3 separate regions of the Mus musculus genome follow, and regions 1 and 2 are each linked to region 3. The links are chromatin contacts, called in public Hi-C maps. All regions are on one chromosome and are shown on one strand. Each heading gives the region's core, a stretch centred on a gene start, on an enhancer-like site or on the middle of the called end of the contact. The rest is flanking DNA. Distances are from core to core; before and after follow the strand shown. Region 1 has its middle 18 kb from the start of Gm46259. Region 2 overlaps Adamts2 (a disintegrin-like and metallopeptidase (reprolysin type) with thrombospondin type 1 motif, 2). Region 3 holds the start of Adamts2 (a disintegrin-like and metallopeptidase (reprolysin type) with thrombospondin type 1 motif, 2).

Region 1 (2,700 bases), core at 93-2,592, 36 kb after region 3:
ACAGGGGTGTGTGTGTAGGGAAAGTAGTATTTCACACTGGTGCAATGGAAGCCATTATGGGTGATGAGGCATTGAGCAGGGGGGCTGGGGGAGGGCAGTGGAGGGGGATGCTGCTAACCAGAAAGTCCTGGGAAGCCTTGGAGAGCTTTCTGTAGGACAGCAAACTCAGCCAGCTGGTGCTTTGAAAGCAAACTCTGCCCTGGCTCTCAAGAGCTAAAGGAGAAACTGAGAGGAAAGCCTGTAGAGACATCCTGGTCAAGCTTCGGGGAGCACTGGGAGCAAGAAGCAGGCAGAAGTGGCAATGACCCCTGGTCAGGTTCTTCCCTGGTGCCAGCTGATCAGCTCTCTCTCTCTCTCTCTCTCTCTCTCTCTCTCTCTCTCTCTCTCTCTCTCTCTCTGTCTCTCTCTCTCTCTCTGTCTCTCTCTCTCTCTGCCTCTCTCTCTCTCTCTCTCTCTGTCTCTCTCTCTCTCTCTCTCTCTCTCTGTCTCTCTCTCTCTCTCTCTCTCTCTCTCTCTCTCTCTCTCTCTCTCTCTCTCTCTCTCTCTCTCCAGCACCTGATGATTCCACACAGCAGCCTGAAAACGCTGAGAAGCCTCTGGAGCCTCTGGAGCCTCTGGAAAATGGAGGAACTCTCTAGAACAGGGTTTTCAACCTGTGGGTGGCTACTCCCTTGGGGGCTAAACAACCTTTATACAGGGGGTTGCATATCAGATATTTGCATTACGATTCATAACAGCAGCAAATGTACAATTATGAAGTAGCAACGAAAATAATGTTATGGTTGGAGGTCACCACAACATGAGGAACTGTAGAAAGGAGTCACAGCGCTGGGGAGGTTGAGAACCACTGCTCTAGAGAGCTTCACGGGGCCCTGTTTAACTGTGAGAGCCGTTTCTACACGATAACTGTCTCCCACTACACTCAGATGGTGAGTGTGCCAATGGTGCAGTGCCCCAAGCAAGGCTAGCAAGCTATAACCAAAAATACCAAAAAAAAAAAAAAAAAAAAAAAAAAAATCCAGAAGTTCAGACCCATCGGGCTGTGAGGGTGCAGAGGGGAGGGGCTGGGAAGGAGTGTGCAAAGTGGGAGGAGCCAAGGGTGCAGAAGGGGCGGAGCCCAGTCTAACCCAATGGCAGAGGTAGCTACTGAACCACTGGGAGACACAGGCAAGAAGTGTATGAAGGTTGACCTGAGCCCGGCTCTGCAGCAAGGAGACCCTCTGTGGCTGCAGGGAGCAGAGATATTGCATACTCAGGAAATAGCCACAGCCAGGCCAGGCCACAACCAGAGCAAGCTAACAGGACTGCCTTGCACAGAGCTCTAGAAGCAGGCTCGTGGGAAGCAGGAAGATTCCCTTCGGAACAGTCATTTCCCCCAGAGCCACCCGCTTCCTGTCCAGAGACCAAGCGTACCCACAAGGGTAAGTTGGTGATTAAAGTCACTCAGAGAAGCCGTCTTCGTACTTCTGTCCCAAGACCGCAAAAATGCCCCACTTTCCGTTTACATAACCGAGGGAGACCTTCACTGCAGAGCAAAGGCGATGTGCCCAGAGGAGTCTGGCGCGCCACAAAACAGCCTGCAACTTCAGAAGAGAACAAACACCACTCGGCCCCACAGGGTACCTCTCTGGTGAGGCACCTGTGCCAAGGCAGGCAGGTGTTCCAGCATGTGACCAAGCTGGGGCGGGAAGCCGGCTTTTGACTGCCTTGGGTATGAAGCTACAGAGGCTGGAGGAGGGAGCGGGGGCGAGCTAGGCCAGCCTGAGGTTTGGTGTCACCCTGGGAGGATTCTGGTCAGGAATTTGAGAGACAGATTGCTGTCCTAAATTTGACCACAAATTCTCCATTGTTCCGGGAAAGAACACTCTAGATCCGGTGTGATTGTTTGGGAAAATATTTGTGTCCACTTAGCAGACTGAGGAGGAGTACGCAGAGAAGAATTACAGGACACTGGATGCTGGACCCGGATGTGGGACAAGAGATGATCGCAGGAAGCATCCCAATGGAGGGTCCTCTGTGGACAGCCAGTGCCGTTGAGCATCCATAGCCCATGAAGTGTTGGGGACTGGGTGATGGTAGAGGTCATCCCAGGGCTCAGGATGGAGTGGGCCCGACACCAGCAAGCCCTCTCTGTGCTATGGTAGTAAAAAGGGGGAGGAGCCAAGTTGGGGGAGGGCGCAGAGTGGGGAACACAGCTGAGGAATTCCTCTGCCAGCTGACATTTCACAAACTATTGATGTTGAAGCCCCAGGCTGGCTGGAGACACAGCATGGATGGAAGTCACCTGGACCTTCTGGGGGAAGACCTTAAACAAGTCACAATGTGGACCTGTGGCAGAATCTAGCTGGAAGAGTCTTCTAGCTTATAGCAAAGAGACTTATCTCAAGTCCTCATGTCAGTTCCTACAGAGCCCCCACAGCCAAGGACAACATAAAGGCACTAATGGGGTTGAAGAAGAGAGTTTGGGTGACACAAATTTGAAGATGGTCATTGCCATACTATGAATGATCCTCCACCAAGAAAATTGCATATGGGGGCTGCCACCCCCTTCATCTCTACTCTAGTGCTTCCGTTGGGTCACATGGGAGCCTGGGACATGGAAAATGAGAGTCTGACTCCCACGTAGGTGCCAATGTCAGCCAGGACGACCCTGTAGATGCAGACTCTGAGATGGCTACTTCCTTCTTCTAGAGTTCTTCA
Region 2 (2,847 bases), core at 44-2,543, 44 kb before region 3:
AAGTGTTTGCCCCTCAATGATGCAAGCCTTGTGACCTGAATCTGATCCCTGAGACACATATAAATGTGAAAGTAGAAAAATGACTCTACTAAGCTCTCCTCTGACCACCACATGTGTCCTACCTCCCATATAATGATGACAATGATGATGGTGATGGTGGTGATGGTGATAATTTTATTTATATATGTCACAAGGTGGAAAATGATCACCAACATAGCCAGTAGTAGCTTTTCAGTTTCCAATGCTGATGAAACAGCCATAAACTTCCTGACTTAAAACAACACAAGTTGTTCAAGAGCACAAAAGTTCAAAATAAGTCTTCTTCAGCTACAGTAAAGCTTGAGGAAGGGTGGGAATGGACTGAGATGCTTCTGGAAGCCATAGGGAGTACTGATTTCCTTTTCTTTTGTAGCTTCTGGTGACCTCTTTCTTGTATTACTTGGCTCATAGCCTCTTTCTCCTTCTTCAAAGCTGACATCTTCCAGCCTCCCCTTGACTCTGACCTCCACTTTTAAGAACACCGAGCTCAGCAGGATAATCCAGGATAATCCCCTCTCTTAAAGTCAAATAATGAATGACTGTTACTTCATGGGCCATCCTCATTCCCCAACATGATCAAACAAAGCATATTTGAAGATTCCAGGGCCAAGGACCTGAGCATTCTCGTCGGGAGACTACTGTCTCTCACATTATCTACACCAAGTTGGCAGAATTCATTCTCCTTGTTTTTCTTCTCTGCTTTCCTGGGGTGAGTTTTCTTATAAGTATATTTTCTTATACTTAAAAGCAATTTTTATAAGTATTTTGTATGCTGAGCAAAAGCATGTTTAATTGTGGTCTGAGAGATTTTAAAGGGCACAGCATCCTTTCCAGGTACCTGTTGGATTGCTTTTGTCACCATCTTTTTCTATGGTCTTTTTTCCTTGCCCTCTTGTCCATGACCTGCCTGAGGACAGGACAGACCTCCTTCATGCCTGTGTCCCTAACACTGAGCACAGCGCTTTTGGCATAATAAGCTTTTGAAAATACTTCTCACTTAGGACAAACCCCTTTACAAAGGGGCCTTGGTTCTGGAAGAATGATGTGCACGCTCAAATATGCACTTTAAAGCTGAGATCCAAATCAACACAATGATATTATTTAAGCATCCTCATACATAAAACCTAATTCGGAAACAGTCTGGGAAATGCAAGCCAGCAGACAGATAAAGTGTTATTGCTCTGGCCCTGGAGAGAACCCTTCATCTGCACAGAGCCAGAAGAAGGATGTGAGAAGTGGAACCGGCCCCACAAGCCAGAGGCAGGAGCGCGTTCTGCATGGGCTGAGTGCCAGCTCTGAATAGGGGCCTCCCCAGGCTACAGACAGCAGCTGCCTCTGACCAGACCTCCCTGTTGGGCTTAGACTCAAGCCCATCACCCTGGCCAAGGAGGATAAACTTGTCCCTGCTACAAGAACATCACACTGAGATGTGGGTAGAAGCTCTGGGGGCCTTGCATGCTCCTTCCTTTCAGAAAGGAAAAGAAAGCAAAGGGCATTGCTCAGAGACCCAGTGGCTTTATCTTCTAGATTGCTTTGTTATTTTGTTTATTACATTTATTCATTCTCATGAGTCTGTCCTGAGGCTGGGGCCCTCATCTGCTGAGCCATTTTACCAGCCCAAGTTATTTTCACTTCTCACTACCCTGCAAAACATCTGACCAGAGCAACTTAAGGATGAAAGGGTCTGGCTTAGCTCACAGTCTGGGAGCTTACAGTCCACCACAATGGGTAAGGCATGGCGACAGGCACATGAAGCAGCTGGTCACAGTGTATCCGCAGCCAGGAAACTGAGAGAGGTCAGTTCTGATACTCAGCTCACCTTGGTGCCACTCACACTCGGGTTTACAGTTCTGTAGTAACACCCTCACAGATATGTCCTGAGGTAGGTTTTAAATCCAACAAATTGGCAGTCAATATTATCTACACACCATCCTTGAATCTCATGGGCTGAAGAAAAGAGTTAGACCCAACTGAGGCAGACACACATATACATACATACACACACATACACACACACACACACACACACACACACACAGAGAGAGAGAGAGAGAGAGAGAGAGAGGACACACACAGAGAGAGAGGACACAGAGAGAGGGAGAGAGAGAGAAAGAGAGAGAGAGAGAGAGAGAGAGAGAGAGAGAGAGAGAGAGAGAGAGACATCGTCATTTGTGGGAAATGATGTGGTATTTTTAAATACAAAGAGATTGTGAAAAGAGTCAACCCAGCGTCATGCCAGCTTACCATTCTTTTGAAATGATCTCCGCTATGTTACTCTGGTACTCTGAGGCAAAGTGGCCTTTCCCAGCCTGTTTTTTGCCTATAAAGGGGCACCAAGCACTCATATGTTACTCAATGAGACACATTCTGACAAATGTACCCTTAGGCAAGCATGCTATTATGCATCCCAGATGGCCACAACATCACTATGTGACAGAATCTTATGGGACCATTGTCATATATGTAATTTAACAGTGATTAAAATGTTCCTATATGGCTTACAACTCCGTGAGTGTGTGTCTCTCTGTGTGTGTATGCATGTGTGTATGTATACGTGTGTGTCTTCTTTATGAATTATACCACAAACTATTTCCAGTTAGTCGTAAAGGAAACCTCATATTAGCCAGCACCACAGATAAATTCTATTGTTTCTGGCTGTCTATTCTTGACTAGGCTTACCCGTGTTTTTTACTAGCATTTCAAAGCAGAAATGTCAAAGTGTCAGGTGCTTGGGAGCTGTGTTGTTTAGTGTAGTAGCGATGAGCAGGGGAGGCTATTGAGAGCACAACATGTGACTGATCTGAATTG
Region 3 (2,700 bases), core at 170-2,669:
TGGCCCCCGGAGCCACGAGCCGGGCGTTGGGCCGCAGCCGCAGGTGCAGGTCTCGGCCGAATACTGTGAGGTTGTAGAAAAGGCGTCCTCCAGGGTCCTGAGCAGCGCCTCCGGGCAAGCCCGAGGTCTGGTCCAGGGCAGCTCTGCGGGCTCGTACCCCCGCCCCGGCCGTCTCCAAAGACACCACGTGGGACACCAAGCGGCCCTGGGCGTCAGTGCGCACCGGCACCGCCAGGATGCGCTCGGCTCCTTGCCCCGGGGGCCCGCCTGCAAAAGAAAGGGGCGTTAGACTTAGCGGAGACCTCGGAGACTCTGAGCCTGTCGGCGGAGCCCGGCGCCCCCAGCCCTTGCCTCAGTTGAAGAAAAGGGACATTCCACCACGAAGCCTCCAGGAAGGGGCGTTGACAGGACCACCAGTCCGGAACCACGTCGCCTGCGGGCCGTCCCCTCTAGAGGACCAAGCCAGCAAAAGAGCTGCCCCAGTGGATTCCCAATTGAGGTTCCTCGGACACCTCGCAGTTACCCTAAAGAGCGACCCCATCAAAGTGCCCTCGCTCCTTAATTATACCGTCCTTGGTAGGACACGGGGCTCCTCGGAAATTATTCCACCTTGGTCCCCTGCTCATGCACCCTGACCCTTCAGCGGTCCCTGCTGCCCAAATGTCCTCACCATTGGCCTCCGGAGCAACCAGGTTCATAGGCGGCCTGTCCTCAGTCCAGCATCGGGCAGCCCACTGTCAGCCCCCCTCGCCCCGTACACTTAAGCCCGGGAGAGGTGGAGCAGGGTCCCACTAATCTCCGGGGAACCTCTCCGGGACAACCCATCCAATGCTCAGGGCCCGCAGGCGGCGCGCTCCGCACCGGCTCCTCCCGAGCGTCCCCGGGCGCCGCCTTGCCCTGGCTCCCCCGGACCCGCTGGTGCTGGTTCTGCGCGCTCCGCCGCTGGGTTTTCCCGGCCCTCCAGCGCCACACTCTGCATCTCGAGAGAGGCAAGTGCTCCGAGGCTCCTTGCGTTCCAAGGCATCGGGGTGCGCCCCCTGCGCGACCGCCCCGGCCCCGAAGTTGGCCAACTTGGCCCCGGGCGCGGCGCACAGAGTTTGCCCAAGTCGCCTCGGACGATGCTTGAGGAAGGGTCGGCGGGACGCACCGGGCAGGTTAGTGTGGCCGGAGGGTCGCGGGAAGTGGGGACCAGGCTGGCACCTACCTGGGGGCTCGGTGGCGGCGACGAGCCGGACGCTCGCGGGCGGCGGCGGCAGCAGCAGGAGAGGCGGCGGCGGCAGCAGCAGCAGCAGTAGAGCGGGGCAGAGCAGGCGGCGAGCGGCTCCCGCCGGCGGATCCATGGCAGCCCGACCGCAGCCGGGGCCCCGCACTCGCAGCCGGCGCGAAAGTTCCCCGCGCGCTGCCCAGCCCACATCTGGGGGCAGCTGGAGCCGCCCGCAGCTGCAGCACCGCAGGGCGCGGGGCGGAGGAGGCGAGGCGCGCAGGAGAGGGCGGGGAGCGCGGAGGGAAGGCGGGGAGAGCGAAGGAGCGAGCTAGCTAGCGGGCGAGGGAGGCGGGAGGAGGAGGCGAAGGCAAGCGAGGGGGAGGGCGGGGACGGCGGGCGCCTCAGCCTGCGGTGACCCGGCGCTTCTTGGCGCGGCCGCCGCCCGCTCCCCTCCTCGCTTCCCGACTCGCAGCTAGGCAGAGACACCCCGAGGCGGCGGCAGAGAAGCGCTGGAAGCCGGCCAGGGGTAGCCCACCGCGGGTCCCAAGTCACCTCGAAGGAGTGGCACCCCACCCGGAGAGCCCTATGTAGTGCGAGTCGCACTCTGCTGCCTTGGGACTCCAGGGGCCGTCTCACCCTCATTCTGTGCCTTGTAGCTGGATGAGACACGGGAAGGAAAAGAGGGTCTGGGAGGACATTGAGCCTGTTTCTATGTCCAGATGGAGGCTCCAGAGGTGGGTCGATACTTCCCCTCACGGAGCACTCCCCCAGGCTATCTCAAAGATCAACTTTTGCCCTCACTAAAAAAAAAAAAAAAAAAAAACCGAGGTTCCCTCAGCCCCCAACCCCTCTCTTTCCCTCTTCCAGTTCATCAGCCCCTGGGTCCCTCCACGCCCTCCATTGCAACCTCTGGTGGAGACTCTCCCTTCCCTCTCTTAACTTCGAGCACAGCTTAGTTGCTGACCTCAGCTGCCTCAGTGGGTCTCCTGCCACAGTCTGCCCTTGGGTCCACCAGAAACAGTCCTGAACACTCTTCCCCGTTTCCAGGTGAACATGCAAGGGCAGAGGCAAACGTCCCTGCCAGTTTGCTGTGAGTTCCAGTTTCTAACAGGATCCATCTTCTCCAGCAGGGTCCTGGTTCTCCCATTTCCTGGAGTCACTGTCCTGCCAAGGCTGTTGTCCTTGGGCACAGTGACTCCCCCAGCTCTTGTTTTCCTGGGTATCTCTTTCAGGCCCCCATGTATTGGAACACTTTTGCAATGTTATGTCCAGTTTTTGTTTTGCTCTTCCAGATAAAGACACCTGTCTCTTTGCTCTTCCACTCGCCCTTCCCCAAGCCAGTGTGGCAAGCCTAAAGCAGAAGGTACAGAGATGACTCCCTATGAACAAGAGGGCCCAGTCTTATGAGGGAAACTACATGATTTGTACAACTGGTGGCTTTCATGGTGACTTCAGATCCTTGGTTCTGTCCTTCCTGGGGCATGGTGTGCGGGCGT

The links. A called contact is a pair of places that touch in the nucleus more often than the background predicts.
Region 1: a Hi-C map of pre-megakaryocyte-erythroid progenitors shows a contact between it and region 3, with 2.6 times the contacts expected there. The contact joins the enhancer-like site here to the promoter of Adamts2 in region 3. A contact is called at or near these places in 2 of 39 promoter capture datasets (frontonasal cranial neural crest and second pharyngeal arch cranial neural crest), 9 of 484 Hi-C or Micro-C datasets (DN3 thymocytes, LSK cells, embryonic fibroblasts and 5 more), 3 of 115 datasets of contacts at active chromatin or transcription factors (double positive thymocytes and embryonic stem cells) and 2 of 9 other capture datasets (adipose tissue and pancreatic islet).
Region 2: a contact with region 3 is called in a Hi-C map of uterus, with 1.6 times the contacts expected there. The contact joins the enhancer-like site here to the promoter of Adamts2 in region 3. A contact is called at or near these places in 6 of 484 Hi-C or Micro-C datasets (the HL-1 cell line, muscle stem cells and uterus), 2 of 115 datasets of contacts at active chromatin or transcription factors (the 3134 cell line and embryonic stem cells) and 3 of 9 other capture datasets (adipose tissue, liver and pancreatic islet).

The regions. Positions count from the first base shown.
Region 1 is chr11:50,564,548-50,567,247 of GRCm38.p6, reverse strand. No RefSeq gene overlaps it. Among named protein-coding and RNA genes, the nearest start is that of Gm46259, 18 kb to the right of the region's middle. Within about 2 kb of position 1,342, at least 45 of the 459 cell types and tissues checked have an H3K27ac peak or open chromatin away from gene starts, as enhancers often do. A contact at or near this core is called in DN3 thymocytes, double positive thymocytes, granulocyte-monocyte progenitors and 1 more, where this site is marked.
Region 2 is chr11:50,644,822-50,647,668 of GRCm38.p6, reverse strand. The region is part of intron 2 of Adamts2 (a disintegrin-like and metallopeptidase (reprolysin type) with thrombospondin type 1 motif, 2); the gene reads right to left. Among named protein-coding and RNA genes, the nearest start is that of Adamts2, 44 kb to the right of the region's middle. Within about 2 kb of position 1,293, at least 19 of the 459 cell types and tissues checked have an H3K27ac peak or open chromatin away from gene starts, as enhancers often do. A contact at or near this core is called in uterus, where this site is marked.
Region 3 is chr11:50,600,804-50,603,503 of GRCm38.p6, reverse strand. Adamts2 (a disintegrin-like and metallopeptidase (reprolysin type) with thrombospondin type 1 motif, 2) reads right to left here and starts at 1,419. Exons shown (of 22, transcript NM_175643.3): 1 at 1,205-1,419; 2 at 1-267. The coding sequence starts at 1,340.